Linked DNA regions of Rattus norvegicus: region 1 is linked to region 2. The links are chromatin contacts, called in public Hi-C maps. All regions are on one chromosome and are shown on one strand. The core of a region is the stretch at or near the end of the contact, and the rest is flanking DNA. Distances in the headings are between cores, read along the strand shown.

The links. A called contact is a pair of places that touch in the nucleus more often than the background predicts.
Region 1: a Hi-C map of frontal cortex shows a contact between it and region 2, with 2.4 times the contacts expected there. The contact joins two enhancer-like sites. A contact is called at or near these places in 3 of 12 Hi-C or Micro-C datasets (frontal cortex, liver and prefrontal cortex).

What each region holds. Positions count from the first base shown.
Region 1 is chr10:14,124,406-14,131,557 of GRCr8, forward strand. Pkd1 (polycystin 1, transient receptor potential channel interacting) reads left to right here. Exons shown (of 46, transcript NM_001414013.1): 46 at 1-1,277. The coding sequence ends at 343. It overlaps Tsc2 (TSC complex subunit 2), which reads right to left. Exons shown (of 42, transcript NM_012680.3): 32 at 6,501-6,569; 33 at 5,319-5,449; 34 at 4,503-4,993; 35 at 4,208-4,283; 36 at 3,927-4,013; 37 at 3,065-3,251; 38 at 2,773-2,912; 39 at 2,011-2,089; 40 at 1,852-1,943; 41 at 1,670-1,768; 42 at 1,275-1,579. The coding sequence ends at 1,415. Among named protein-coding and RNA genes, the nearest start is that of Tsc2, 32 kb to the right of the region's middle. Within about 2 kb of position 1,461, at least 7 of the 93 cell types and tissues checked have an H3K27ac peak or open chromatin away from gene starts, as enhancers often do.
Region 2 is chr10:14,031,187-14,038,949 of GRCr8, forward strand. Caskin1 (CASK interacting protein 1) reads left to right here. Exons shown (of 20, transcript NM_080690.2): 15 at 192-302; 16 at 393-494; 17 at 1,848-1,986; 18 at 2,068-4,071; 19 at 4,599-5,013; 20 at 5,195-6,741. The coding sequence ends at 5,294. It overlaps Traf7 (TNF receptor associated factor 7), which reads right to left. Exons shown (of 21, transcript NM_001415153.1): 20 at 7,634-7,753; 21 at 6,931-7,462. The coding sequence ends at 7,448. Among named protein-coding and RNA genes, the nearest start is that of Caskin1, 17 kb to the left of the region's middle. Within about 2 kb of position 5,040, at least 38 of the 93 cell types and tissues checked have an H3K27ac peak or open chromatin away from gene starts, as enhancers often do.

The DNA.
Region 1 (7,152 bases), core at 211-2,710, 90 kb after region 2:
ATCCAGCCAGCCAGATGGGCTGAGTGCTGGCTTAGGCCGCTCAGCACTGAGGCTGGAACCAGAGCCCTCACGCCTACATGCTGTGTTTGAAAGCCTGCTTGTCCAATTTGACCGACTCAACCAGGCCACAGAGGATGTCTACCAGCTGGAGCAACAACTCCAGAGCCTTCGAGGCCATGGGCACAGCGGACCTCCTTCCTCGCCCTCCCCTGGTGGCTTCCCAGCCTCTCAGCCAGCTTTGCCCAGCCGCCTTGCTCGGGCCAGTCAGGGGCCAGATCAGACTACAGGCCCTAGCAGGGTGTCCCTGTGGCCTAATAACAAGGTCCACCCCAGCAGCACTTAGTCCCTAGGGGTCTTGCCATTCCTTTCCCTGGGAGTGCCTGGAGCTTACACTGGCCTCTCAGAGCCAGGGTGGACACCACTCAGTATTACCTTCTGCTGCCCTCTAGGTTGGGCTAGGCAGAGCAGCTGCACACCAGTTCTTCCGGGTACAGGTGTTGCTGCCTTCCTTACCTGCCCACCTATGGGGCTTCAGCACTTTAAAAAGGCTGTATGGCCAGCCAGGACCCAGGGTCCCCTCCGCACAGGAGGACACAGCAGTATTGGACCAAGTGAGTACCCAGCCTCCAAGATGCTAATTTATTTCCCCCGAGTCCTCAGGTTCAGCGGGCTGCGCCCAGCTCTACCCCTAGGCGGCCATCTCCTCTTGCTAAAATCTAAGCTCGAGGGAGGGCTAGGCTACACTTCTCCTTTATCCGTCCCCTAAGTTATTACCACCTCTCCTGTTTCCGCAGCATCCTTGCCCTCTAGTTCCCACCTGCTTCCTATGTCCACCATCAATAATTTATATGGGGTTAAAATGTATATATTTTTGTATGTCAGTATTTTCTACTTGGGCTGAAAATGGGTCCACTGTTACCCAGGGCAGGGGTGCGGGGAGCTGCAGCTATTACTGGATCCGAGTCTGGCCTTGGGCAGGCGCTGGACAGCAATTGGGGCCACCATGGCCTTGTTTCCCTCCCTTGTCTGGGGCCAGGCAGCACGCAGATCTGCTGGTCTCAGATCTGAGCAAGGGCAGGACTACTATGGGATGAAAGATGCCAAGAAGTTATTGGACAAGCCCACCAATGGGGCTGGCCCCATGGCGGGGGGAGGGGGGGAGAATGTATGCAATGGCACCTGCCTGCCTCTGTGGGCTCAGCTGCAGCTCTAGCCTTGATTCTGCTCCAGCCCCAAACAGACAAGACAAAGTCAAATAAAGAAGCTGTCTGACTGCTGTCTGTGCTGCTCTCTGAACTCCAAGGGCCAGATGGGCACGGGCAGTTTTATTTCATGTAAGAGTACAGTCAGGAGGTGTCATTCAGGGAAGGGCCAGGTGCATGGCCACGGGACTCCAGTTGTGGCTCTGGTGGCCTCACACAAACTCTGTGAAGTCATCCACAGAGGAAATGAGGCGTTTCCGCTGGCCTGTCTCGTAGGTGGGTGTAGCCTCCGTAGGGGCTTGAGCTGGGACTTTGGTATGGGCTGGAGGGTGCATCAGAGGCAAGCTTGGGTTTGAATAGTGCACTTCTTCACGGATCTAGAGAGAGAGAAAGCTTTGGCAGTGAGCCCAGAAGTTCTGTTCCAACAAGATTCAGACGTCACATCTCAGAAGCCCTGTCCTTCCTACCCGCTGACGGAGACGCTTAATGTGGCGGAGTCTTGCGATCCACTTGGAGGGATAGATGTCCGTGGGGTTGGATCGGCTGTGGTGTACCTGTGAGGCCATCTGGAGAGGACAGAGTATGGCCATAGTGAGCTCCACCGAGGAGCACCACACTACCATCTCCCCAGGCTGCAGCCACTACTCACATTTGCATGCAGGGCCATCTGTCGGGCCACAAAGGACAGGTTGCGGTCAGACACAATCTTGGCCACACTGGTGTCCACAAGGCCCTCCATGTCTGTGGAGACACACTGCTCATACCTGACTCAGGCCAAAACTGCCACCCTACCCAGCCTGGGCCTCACCTTTCCTGCACTGCAGGGTCAACAGGTTGCATTTATAGTCCAGCGGTGTGATGATCACATGGACGAAGTTGAACTGGCCCTGCCCAGACGAGAGGAAAATCCTCCTGGTATGAGCATGCGCTAAAGGCAGGCCCTCTGCTCTGCTGTGTCGAGGATTGTCACCTCAGCAAGGCAGCATTTGTCCACCTACCTTTGTCTCCATCTCTGGCTAAACAACCTACTCTCCATCTGGGCCCTAACAGATTTGTTTATGTTTAGCTTAAAACATACAACCTGTCTTACAGGCTGCCTGGCACCCCGAAGTACTCCCGACACACATACACAGACATAAGAGACAAAGCTGAGGCTATTCTCCTGGGATGACATTGCCCATGAGCCCCTGTACACTGGCTTCCCAAAGCCTTGCCTCACCTCCCCTAGCTGTGATACAGTGCAGACCCAACAAGGACCCTTAAAAGCCACTGTAAGCAGACTGCACACACTGTACACAGCCCAGGACATATTCACCTAGTTAGGCTTGAGGGCCACAGCTCATCCTATATATGAAGAAAGGTTTTGTGATCATGTCTCCTGTGTCTCTGATAGCCTGTCCCAGTACATGGGGCTCCCAGATCCTACCCTCTCCCAAGACAACACTCAAGGCCACTTCTAGATATACCAGCGAGCATTTTGTAGATGGCCTGGGCTGCTGATCAGCCTGGTGATGGGAGTGGCAGAGCTCAGCCATTGCCTTGGTACCCAGCACATGGAGATCTCACTCACCTTAATGGTGCCCAGCTTGAAGTCCTCACCAGAATCATTGTAGATGATAGAAACAAAGTCATTGCCCAGGTGCCGTTTCTTGTCACAACGGTGCTTGTCCACATCCTTGGTGGGCATCAGGGTAGCAATGTGGAAAACAGCTGTAGGGTGGGTGACACTGGACTGGGTGCCAGGACAGGATACCAAATGCTGGACTTAAGGGCCCAGGCTCAGATCCCTGTTCCCTCCAGATCTCCTGTTTCTTTCCCAGAGGGCAGGGCTTGGAAGCAGGCCTGCCTAGAGCAGTACACACCTTGCATGATGTCATCATGCCAGCAGTACGTGAACTGTCCATCCTCGCCACACACATCCAGTCCACCTAAGTACACCTTGTCTGGTTGGCAGTCCTTCAGCTCAATAAGCCGACCCAGGCCTGTCAGAAACTCTGTGTACCTATAAGAGCCATGCTCATTTGATAGGATGGCCAGCTCACTGCTGCTCTGTGGAAAAATCCAGGGCGTGAGAATGGCACCACTTTAACAGTCCTAAGCCTGGCAGGTTCGGCACTGATGGAAATCATCTCCCACTCGGCTACTCTCATGCTCACAGCTGTCCTGTCTTATACATGGGTGACCCCTGGCCTCCCTGCTTCTTTACCCTTACATTCAGCTAGCAACAACATACCCAGAACCCTAGCACTGCTCAGCAACCCTGCAACCAAACCCAAGCCTGTTCCTCTCACTTGGATAGTGATCACCTGATTCCATCAAGGCTCTACACAGCAGAGGGATATTTTTCAAAATGCTGGCACTAATGGTGGCTCAAAGTAGTCCAGGGTCCCCACCTCACTCAGAAGAAAAGTATAGCCCATGTTCATCTATTAGGCTGAGATTATCCATGATGGCCCTCTGTCTGCTGCCACTTAGCTATTCTCACTCAGTGGCCCATCCTAGGACCTCAGAGCCCTGCTATTGTGTGCATGCACCCTGCAGTCCTCACAGCTCTGCATACCAATACATTGGCCTGTCTGTCATCTCATGGCTGTGCTTCTGGCTCAGGGCTCAACAAGCTCCCAGTACTCCAGAGTATCAAAGAATCAGACTGAACTCTAAGGTGGGAGAGACCTACACCCACTGTTGAGACCCAGTAGTCCTATGCTGACTCCAGGGCCTTACCTGGCCTTCTCCCACATACAGGACAGCAATCTTGTGAGTGTCATAGGATGGGATCTGGTCAAGGAGCTGCACTGACCGTTCAAAGGACTGTAGACACACAGAACCTATGTGAGTTCAGGGCAGAGACTACCCTGCCACCAGCCGCCGCCAACCCAGATAGTCTACATAGTACCAGTCCTCAGGATGACTGTGTCTACCCAAGTAGAACACAGCCTACTGCCACGAGGGAATAGACCCTCTGTGACCCCACCCCTACTATGGCAGAAGGCAGGCTGGCCTACCTCGTTGGGCAACAGGATGGGCTTATTGGACTCATCACCAAAAAAGGGTGAATGGTAGAGCTGTAGGAACACAAAGCTGCAGGGAAAGCATTGGTCAGGGCAGGGCCAGGATGGAGGCCCCACCCACACCATGGCAGGACCTAAGTCAAGGACCCACCCTCCTCATGGCTCCCACCAGCCACAAGGAAGACACAAGGATCCGTGTCTGCCTGTTCTCCCAGGCAGTGTCTGGGAGCTCCAGCCAAAGAGAAAATGCATCCCCTGGAGATGGTAGCAACTTGGGGTTTGTGCCCACCTAGGGTTGATGCCTGGCACCTTTTCAGCACTGGAGGCCGCAGTTCTGCTCTTGAAGTTGTCCCTTTCTACCCTCTTTCCCCTTCGTGATGGAGCTGAATCAGAGATGGTATAGCCTCGGGGCCGGAGGCCACTAGGGGAGCGGGGAGAACTGGAAGGCAGGGGACCTTCAGGTGGGACTGTGATACGGCTCTCTTCACCCGGAGCTGACCAGGTAGCTGCTTCCCCATCCAGGATCCCCGACTGGGATCGGACCTTAGCCTCAGGACTCAGCCGTCCAATGTCAGTCTTGTCCCCTAGGTCTCCAAGGATGTCCTGTAAGGTCTGTAACTCAGGAGAAGAGCTAGACTTGCTCAAAGGCTGTGAGGGTTGGAAGGACAGGTCCACTGTAGGCCGAGCCCCCTCAGAGGAGATGGCCCGCTCAATGGGGATACCCCCTGCAGCCAGCTCCTCCAAGTGGGACTTTTCTTCCTGGCTAGATGCTGAGGAAGACTGCAAAGACAATTTGAAAGAAACACTGTTAGAAGGCACAAGCACAGGTTCCTCTGGGTCCCCCTCCAGTCCTCTGGCAGTGCCTGCCATCCCTTCTAACAAACTAAAAAAGGCCCACAATAAATGCCACTCAGATAGAGGGCGAGACCCCGATGGTGGGAACAGGAGCCAGGGTGGGGGTTGGGGGGTGCATGGGAAAAACTGGCCATTTCTTAGTCAGGAGGAGACCTATCCAGTTCACACAGAAAGTTAGTATAGTGCCAGGAGTCTGACAGACACTGCACCACTTGCCCCAGCTTTCCCAACAACTTCCTATGACACTCACCCTGCTGTAGGCGTCAGGCCGCTGGCAGTGCCTGTCTGTACCTAATGCTGCCTCAAAGTCCTCCAATTCGGGGGGCTCCACTGGCACATGAGCCTCTCCTGGACTTCCCTCCTCAAGAACCACGGCCGAGTCTGAGAGGACACAGACAGGGCTGCTTGCTGTGTGCTGGGCAGGGTTGGACGCTCATGTGACCTCAGAACACCAGCTTCTCCCTGCTGGAAGGGCAGCACCCTGCAGAGTTTTCCACCCTCTGCCTGTGGCTGCCACTGGAGCAGGCTAGAGATGGACTCTGAAGGCCCGGGGAGCTCTGGCTCTAACACCTGCAGCAGGCCAGTGTGCAGCAGCTCTACCCACCCCTGCATCACTAGCAAGGCAGGTAGGAGAGCGGGGCAAGAATCCCCACTCAAGGAGGACTAAAGTGTGAGAGGGGTACAGGGTCTGAAGCCAACTCTGAGACTAAGGAAAGAGGCCTTGTTTCTCCAGGGCTTTGGACCCGAGAAAGAAGCTGACAGGATGTCCCCATATGCAGACTCACAGCCTACCCTGAGGACAGAAGCTTCAAATCTGGTACCTAAGGGAAGGGATCAAGTCCCTGGCAACACAAGCCAGGACAGGGTGTGGGTAAGAAGCAATCAAGGGTCTGTGCAGCCTGACTGACACCCTCCCCTAGCTCCTGCCCACACTCCAGCAGCCATGTATACACTGCCCTTCCAGAACTGGCTCCTGTACACAGGAGAGTCTGCTGGGCAACTTTCCAGAGCCAGTGGCAAAGAGCTAGGGGCCTTGTCATCTAGGTCCTCGACCAGCTATGATGCAAGGAGACGCACAAAACAATCAGATCAGTAGCTAGCCAGGAAAAGGACTCACCAGAGCCCTAGGGCCAGGCAACCCCAACAGCTGCCACCCACAGGGAAAAGGAGACCTACCCAACCTGCCAGCCAGAGGCCACATACAGCTCAGAAGCAGAGCTCTGCTCAAAAGGACATGTGTCAAAGGGCTAAGCACAGGTGTCCTACACAAGATGTCCTCATGTCAGTCAGGACCCTGCTCCCCAAGGGTGATGAGAGGCTCAGTCAGCCATGGAAGGGTGACCAGATGAGGGACGAGGAGAACAGCGTCTATGAGGCAGAGTGGTGCTCTGCAGACCACATGGTTTCCTCACAGGGACGCACGCGCCAATACCTGCCCAGGAAACGCTCCTGTGCAGCTGTCCTTGGCAGCTGGGCTGGTACAGGGAGGAGAAAGAAGCCACTGCAAGGTAACCACGCGAGTAGCCTCGTCAGCGCAGAGACTGCACAAGGCCGAGCAGAGAGGATGGGCATAGCCCCGGGCCTGGAGAGGAGAGAGGGGAGGGCCAGCGGCGGCCAGGGCCGGCACACAGGGCTCCCAGCTCTCCAAACTGCATGCACAGCCTTTGGGAGGTCAGTGCTGGCCAGCTGCTGACGTATGAGTGTCCTCGGCCTCCAAGTACCATCTATGGCCACATGTGACCAAGGACCTAGCTGGGTAGGGTTGGCAGGCTGGGAGCACACAAGCAGGCAAGCTCAGGCATCCCACCCAGGCCCAAGCTGTGCTCGGCTGCCCACAGTGCCTCCTCACCAAGGCCAAGCCCATCATGGAGGTGCTTCAGAGAGCTCCACCCAGACACTGCCAACTTCAGCAGCATCCTGATGGTGCTAGGAAGTACCAGTCTCCAAGGAACAGGGTTTCTTCAGCAGGCACGAGCCTGCTCCTAAACTTTAGGGACCAGAACACTAGTATCTCCCCCAAACACCCTGAAAACTACATGTGAGAGGCCACAGTGGAGGGAGTCATGCGCCATCAGACCAAGCAT
Region 2 (7,763 bases), core at 3,790-6,289:
GAGCTCCCAGAAGAAACCTGGAGGGCTGCAGATGCTGGAGCGAGGATGACAGATCGTGGAGTACTGGTGCAGTGGACCACGGCGGCGGATCCAGCACTCTGGCCATGAACCAAGCAGAGGAGGAGGCACAGTGGAGGTTGGGGCGCAGCCCAGCAGGGGACAGGCTGCAGTTGGTGCCTTGTGTCTTGCAGAGTGCTGAGGCAGTCAGTCAGTGGCTTGCCACATTCCAGCTACAGCTCTATGCCCCCAACTTCACCAGTGCTGGCTATGACCTGCCCACCATCAGTCGCATGACCCCTGAGGTGAGCTACTGTGGGTTTGTGGCCAGCCGCTTCCCTTCCAAAAGGCAGATCCCTCCTACCTGCTAGTTAATGGGCCTCCTCTTTGCATAGGACCTCACAGCCATTGGTGTTACCAAGCCAGGCCACCGTAAGAAGATTACGGCAGAGATCAGCGGCCTGAACATCCCTGACTGCCTGCCTGAACACAAACCCGTAAGGCTCCTTGCGCCCTGGTGGCCGAGCCAGGACCAGCAGGCAGATGGACAGACAGACAGGCTGCCTTCCTGGCTACATCCCTCATCTGCCTTCTGGGGTCCTAGGAAGTGGAGTTACAGATGGAGCCAGGCCTACAACCAGCACTCAGGGAGGCTGAGGCAGGAGGATCATGAGTTTAAGGCTTGCCTGGGCTACAGAGGTGGCCTGATAGCAGGGAGCTATTTGGACAGCCTGTTTGTCTATTATGGGGGTAAACTCCCCAGGCAGGCTCATGGCTAAGACTCAAGGGGTTGTGAGAACCTCAAGCCAGGAGGTTTTGCCTTCTCTGTTCACAGCCAGCACCCATATAGCACTGTCTTTTACACATATATGGACTGCAGATGGGCTGGTGTCAGACATGCTTGCCACATGCATGCACACAAGTCCCATTGCACATGCTGGCCTGTGTGATGGCTGACAGCAGTGGCCTTTGCTCTTTCTTACGAAGAGATACCTATATGGGGACAGCTGAGCTGATGCTGGCCCTCTGGGTTGCACACCCGCTTTGTTCTCCTATCCACCTACGGGAGAGGTGTTGCTGGCTAACCAGTGCCTGCCCTCCCCAGGGTCCTGGATCTCTTGGCAAACAGGGCTGCGCCCATCTGTCCCACCATGCCACTCAGTAGTCAGCAGCTCAGGGATCTTCCCAGGAGCACATCCGGGGCTCACGGACCTCGCCTCACTCTGTCACCTGCATGACTGAAGGTGCTGAGTGTGGGTGCAAGAGTGGCCTCAGCTGGGAGCTTGGGACGACTGGGCAGTTCTTGGTGGACACTGGACATTTGCTCATTCCTGGTATGGCTGTGTGGCGAATGTGTCACAGGTGCGTGGCCATGCATCTGCTACGGGTGGGGAGACGTCGCGAGGGTGATGGAGAAAGGGTGCCTGTGCTTTGGATAGCTGGAAGCAGCATGCTGGGCGTGCGTGCCGTGTACGTGGATCTTCTGTGGCATCGTGCGTCTGTATCTGGTGTGTGGGTGTGTCTCCTCAGGACACTGCCTGTGGCCACCTGATCAGGCAAAGAAACACTTTTTTTTGTATACGAAATTGTGTCCCAAATGATAAGTATCCCAAGTGTGTTTGCGTGTGTTGACTTGTGTGTGCCCTAAGTGCAGTTGGCATGTTGAGGAGCTGGTCTGCAGTTCCCACCAAGGCTGTGCCTAGGCTGTCTGCAATACTGATATTTCAGACCTGTCTGTTTGTCCTTCTGTCTGTCTGTGCCCCACAGGCTTATCTTCTAATAATTCCAAGTAGGTGGTCACGGTGTGAGCAGCCAGCTTGGGCTGCCCCTCTCTGTCCCCCTCTCCATAGGCTAACCTGGCTGTGTGGCTGTCAATGATTGGTCTGGCCCAGTATTACAAGGTGCTGGTGGACAACGGCTATGAGAACATTGATTTCATCACCGATATCACTTGGGAGGACCTGCAGGAGATCGGCATCACCAAGCTGGGTAAGGTCCCAGCCTACCCCTTCCACATCTGCCTGTACCTACAGGTCCTCCTGACCAGCTTCTCCCCTACTCCTGACTCAGGACACCAAAAGAAGCTGATGCTGGCGGTGAGGAAACTGGCAGAGCTGCAAAAGGCAGAATACTCCAAGTATGAGGGGGGACCGCTGCGCCGAAAGGCACCCCAGTCACTTGAAATGATGGCCATCGAGTCACCACCCCCATCTGAGCCTGCTGCAGCAGAGTGCCAGTCTCCTAAGATGACCACCTTCCAGGACAGTGAGCTCAGTGGTGAGCTGCAGGCTGCCTTGTCCGGCCCAGCTGAAGCAGGTGCAGCTGCTGCCGAGAAATCCTCCAACCACCTGCCAGCCACTCCGAGGACAACCTCGCGACAGGAGTCCAGCCTGAGTGGACGGGCTCGGCACATGAGCAGCTCTCAGGAGCTGCTGGGTGATGGGCCTCAGGGGCCGGGCAGTCCTATGTCACGAAGTCAGGAATACCTTCTGGATGAGGGTCCAGCTCCTGGCACCCCACCCAAGGAGGTGCGGTCTAGCCGCCATGGCCACAGTGTCAAGAGGGCCAGTGTGCCCCCAGTGCCTGGCAAGCCACGACAGGTCCTTCCATCCGGTGTCAGCCACTTCACGCCCCCACAGACGCCCACCAAAGCTCAGCCAGGCTCCCCTCAGGCCCTTGGGGGACCTCATGGTCCAGCCACAGCCAAGGTGAAGCCCACCCCACAGCTGCTACCACCAACAGACCGACCCATGTCACCCCGTTCCCTGCCTCAGTCACCCACACACCGTGGCTTTGCTTACGTGCTGCCCCAACCAGTTGAGGGTGAGGCAGGGCCACCCGCTCCAGGACCTGTGCCCCCACCGGTACCAGCAGCTGTGCCCACACTATGCTTGCCCCCAGAAGCTGATGTAGAGCCTGGGCGGCCCAAGAAACGTGCCCACAGCTTGAATCGCTATGCAGCGTCCGACAGCGAGCCCGAGCGGGATGAGCTGCTGGTGCCTGCTGCCGCTGGACCCTATGCCACAGTCCAGCGGCGTGTGGGTCGGAGCCATTCAGTGAGGGCTCCTGCTGGCACTGACAAGAACGTTAACCGCAGCCAGTCCTTTGCTGTGCGGCCACGTAAGAAGGGGCCCCCACCCCCTCCACCCAAACGCTCCAGCTCAGCCATGGCTAGCGCCAACCTAGCTGATGAGCCGTCTCCAGATGTTGAGACAGAGGATGGCCGGCTGGGGGTCCGGGCACAACGCCGGCGGGCTAGTGATCTCGCTGGCAGTGTGGACACAGGCAGTGCTGGCAGTGTGAAGAGCATCGCAGCCATGTTGGAGCTGTCTTCCATTGGGGGTGGGGGGCGAGCTATTCGCAGGCCCCCCGAAGGCCACCCCACACCTCGTCCTGCCAGTCCAGACCCGGGCAGAGTAGCTACCGTGTTGGCCTCTGTAAAGCACAAAGAGGCCATTGGGCCTGACGGTGAAGTGGTGAACCGGCGCCGTACACTCAGTGGCCCAGTCACTGGACTTTTGGCCACTGCTCGCCGGGGACCTGGGGAACCTGCAGAGCAGAGTCATTTTATGGAGGATGGCACGGCCCGACAACGGCTTCGAGGTCCAGCCAAGGGTGAGGCAGGTGTGGAGGGTCCTCCCCTTGCCCGGGTAGAGGCCAGCGCCACACTCAAGAGGCGCATCCGGGCCAAGCAGAGCCAACAGGAGAATGTCAAGTTCATCCTGACAGAGTCTGACACAGTCAAGCGCAGGCCCAAGGCTAAGGAGCCTGACATTGGGCCTGAGCCACCCCCACCACTGTCCGTGTATCAGAATGGCACAGCCACCATCCGCCGACGGCCAGCCTCAGAGCAGGCTGGGCCCCCAGAGCTGCCCCCTCCTCCTCCACCTGCCGAGCCCCCACCCACTGACCTGATGCCACTGCCTCCACTGCCCCTGCCTGATGGCAGTGCACGGAAGCCGGTGAAGCCACCCGTCTCTCCCAAGCCCATTCTGGCTCAGCCTGTGTCCAAGATCCAGGGCTCACCTACACCTGCCTCCAAGAAGGTGCCACTGCCAGGCCCTGGCAGCCCAGGTAGGTATAGAAAGCCAGCTAAGACAGAGCAAGGGGTCTTAGGACAGGACCCTAGCCTGCTCCCATCTCATAGTCTGGCTTTCCTTTTTGAATTTGATGAAGCCCAGGTGGTGTGAGATAAGACTGTCTGATCTGATAGTTAAGAGCTCTTTAACTATCTACTGTGGGATAACTCTGCCACCCCTGTAGTGGACGTACGTGCCTCTTATTCAGTGAAGGAGGTACAGAAGACCCAGAGTAGTAGCACATAACATATGCAGGAAAACCTAGCCGGAGTACCCTGAGACGGGGGAGGGGAGGTTTCCAGACAGGAGAGCAGTGCAGAAGTACTGAGACAACCATTGCAGCTGGATGCATCAGTCCGCATCTGAAGGAACTTGGGAAGCAGTGACACACTTTGCAGTAGATTCGCATACCCTAGCGGCTGCAGTGAGAATAGGGCGTCTCTCTTGCTGGGTGGAGGGAACGCAGTGAGTGGTAGGTGTGTTGTTATTTCCCGGGTACCAGCGTCGTCCTCCTCCCTGCAGAGGTAAAGCGTGCTCACGGCACGCCACCGCCTGTGTCACCCAAGCCTCCACCGCCACCTACAGCGCCTAAGCCAGCCAAGGCTTTGGCGGGACTGCAGTCCAGCAGCGCCACCCCCTCGCCTGTGCCCTCGCCGGCGCGTCAGCCGCCAGCAGCCCTCATCAAGCCAGCTAGCTCACCGCCCTCGCAGAGCGCCAGCCCCGCCAAGCCCCCTTCCCCAGGGGCACCTGCGCTGCAAGTACCCACCAAGCCCCCTCGCGCTGCCGCTTCAGTGGTCTCCGGACCCCCAGTAGCTTCAGATTGTGCTTCGCCCGGGGACAGTGCTCGGCAGAAGCTGGAAGAGACTAGCGCGTGTTTGGCTGCAGCACTGCAGGCGGTGGAGGAGAAGATCAGGCAGGAAGACGGACAAGGCCCTCGGTAGGTACTTTGATCTGGGGCGGTAGTTCTGGTCCAGCACAGAGTGTGGCTCTTGCTAGTGGACTGGTATGGGTAGGCGGAGCCATCCAGGGTGGTTTAAGAGTGGGTTGCTGTGGAGCCGCCTAGCCCTGAGTAAGGGGGCCTGTGCCATCCCACCCCACTGATGCATGCCTACCCTCAGCCCCTCCTCCATCGAGGAGAAGAGCACTGGCAGCATCCTGGAAGACATCGGCAGCATGTTTGACGACCTGGCCGACCAGCTGGACGCCATGCTGGAGTGAGGCAGCCACCCACGTGGGCCCACCGTACTCCCCGCACTTTGACCTTTACCTCAGGACAGGCACTTCCAAGCGGTGGGTGGGGGCCGAGTGGGCGGGGCACGCCCAGCTCTGCACAAGCACAACTCCTACTCCTGGCCCAGGCTGGTCGTCAGCCCCCTGGCATGGGGGTCGGGGGCGCTCCAAGGGCTCTGAGCAGATGCGCTGCCCGCTGGTGCCCATTCCTATCTGCTGCTCCCTGTGCAACAACTGCTGGGCCCTACCCTTGCAGGCTTTGCTCTGCTGGCGGAGGGCTGCCCCTCCCTTGCCCTAGGCAGACTGAGCACCAAGGGAAGATGAGGGGGGTGGTCCTGTGGCCCTCTCTCCAATCTGGCAGAGCACAGGCCTAGGCCTAGCACAGAACTGCCCATTGGGGAACCTCTGCCAGCTGCTCTGGCACAGCACAAGGGACAGGGGGGCCAAGGTTGGGCTCGCCCCACTGCACCCCAGAATATAAGCTATCAAGAGTATTAATTTATTGGGAATGAGCTGAGGCAAATTTCCCCAGAAAAACAAAAAGATAACTTTAACAAATATATATTTAAAGAGAAGAAATATTATTGATTCTATAGAAACCATTTACCAACAGGAAGGTTACAAGTCCAGCTTGAGACTAAAGCTGTCAGAGGCTGAGGCCACCTGTCTGCCCTTCTCTTTCATCTAGGAGTGGTCTTGCCCCTGGTCACGAGCACACCTGGGAGGCACAATCTGGGGGGTGGCTCTGCCCAGAGCGTCTCCTCTGTTCTTCCAGCTCCCGAGTCTGAAGAATGTGAAGGACGTGCCTTGCTCTCACCGGCTCTCCTCCATGCCACACAGGGCTCGGGAGGGCTTCTTCCTTCTGGGTGTGGCCATGCCCTTGGGGTGCTGGTATAAGGGTATACCCAGTGTGAACCCTGTGTGGGCGTAAGTGCAAGGGCGTGCATGCCAGCCTAGGGGCAGATGTGTGTTTGAGCTGTGTCTGCTCCAGCCTCCCCAAGGCAGCCTCATAAGGCAGCCACCCCGCCCACCCTGAATTCCCATGGACGTTCTGCTCATGGTCTGAGGCTGTGTTGTGTAGTACCTCTCACCTTCTTTTCTTCCCTCCAAAAAATACTGACTGGTCTCCTCTCGTGTTTGCTGATCCACAAGTGTTGGGCATAACATTGACATTTCTTTAAACCCCCTCTCCCCCCAAAAAAGAAAAGAAACCCAAAACAAAACCATAATTGTGGTGTAAGCTGGTGGAGGGGCCAACTAAGGTAGTGTGGACACAGGGCCCCTCCAACTGTCACTCCTGGCGCTTCCTTATCTGAACATGCTGGCCATTTATCAGCCTCCTCTGTGTGGGCAGCCCAGGCTAGGGCTCTAGGAAGTGGGGAGGGGGGTCTGGACAGGGAGCTGCTGTCAGCTGTCAATAAACAGCAGAAACAGAGCTGCTTGGCTCACTCTTTGGGGACATGGGGGGGTGGTGGTGAGGCTCAGCCTAGAGGCCAGGAGCAGAGGAGTGCCAAGTTGCCTCCTGCAGGGAAGGGAAGTCCACCCAGCCTTCCTCCCTCCCATCTTGTGCCTGAGCGTACCAACGTCCTTGGGGCCACATGAATGATGGTCCCAAGATGCTGTCTCCACTCACAACCACAGTCTGTGCAGCTTTTATTTCAACAGGGAAGTAATAAAATCTATATACAGTCTAAAACCAGTAGAAAAGGTGAGTAAAAAGGACCCATGGTCCATCTGGGTCCAGCCAGGGGCGGTGGCACATGCCTTTACTCCCAGCACTTGGGAGGTGGAGGCAGGCAGATCTGTGAGTTTGAGGCCAGCCTGGTTGACAGTGAGTTCCAGGCAAGCCAGAGCTACATAGTGAGACCCTGTCTCAAAACAAAAGTCTATGGAGTGATATGAATGGTGGGGCCGGGCAAGCATCGTACCTGGCGCCCAGAGCAGGGCCTGGGCATTTCTCTGGTAGAAGTAAGAGTGAGGCCTTATGAAAGACCCCGCACTGAGCAGAGGCAGAGAGGACACTGCCTAGCTGTTTGAGCCTGTCTACCTGTCTCCACAGGACAGGCGGACATTCCAAGGCCATCATGGAGGTCCAGCCTGACTTACAGACCCAGAAGGAGTCAAGCCTGGCCTGGATTCTGTTAGCATGTCCAAACCTGCAAAGAAAGAGTTCTATTTCAGATCCCATATGGCCCAAGGATTCCCTTCCAGACGGTCTAAGTCTCCCAGCCCTCTACTGTTAACTGCCCGGGCTACTTGCCCCTCACCCACTCTCCAAGTTCTGTCCCATCCAACTCCTGTCAAGAGCCCAAGCCATAGGTACTTACCTTCACGGTGCTATCCACAGCCCCCGAGAAGAGCCGGCCCCGGGAGACAGCCAGTGCAGTTACACTGCCCTGATGGCGCAGCAGCGTCTGTGTGCAGATCATGTTGTCCATGCTCCAGACCTAGGGGATG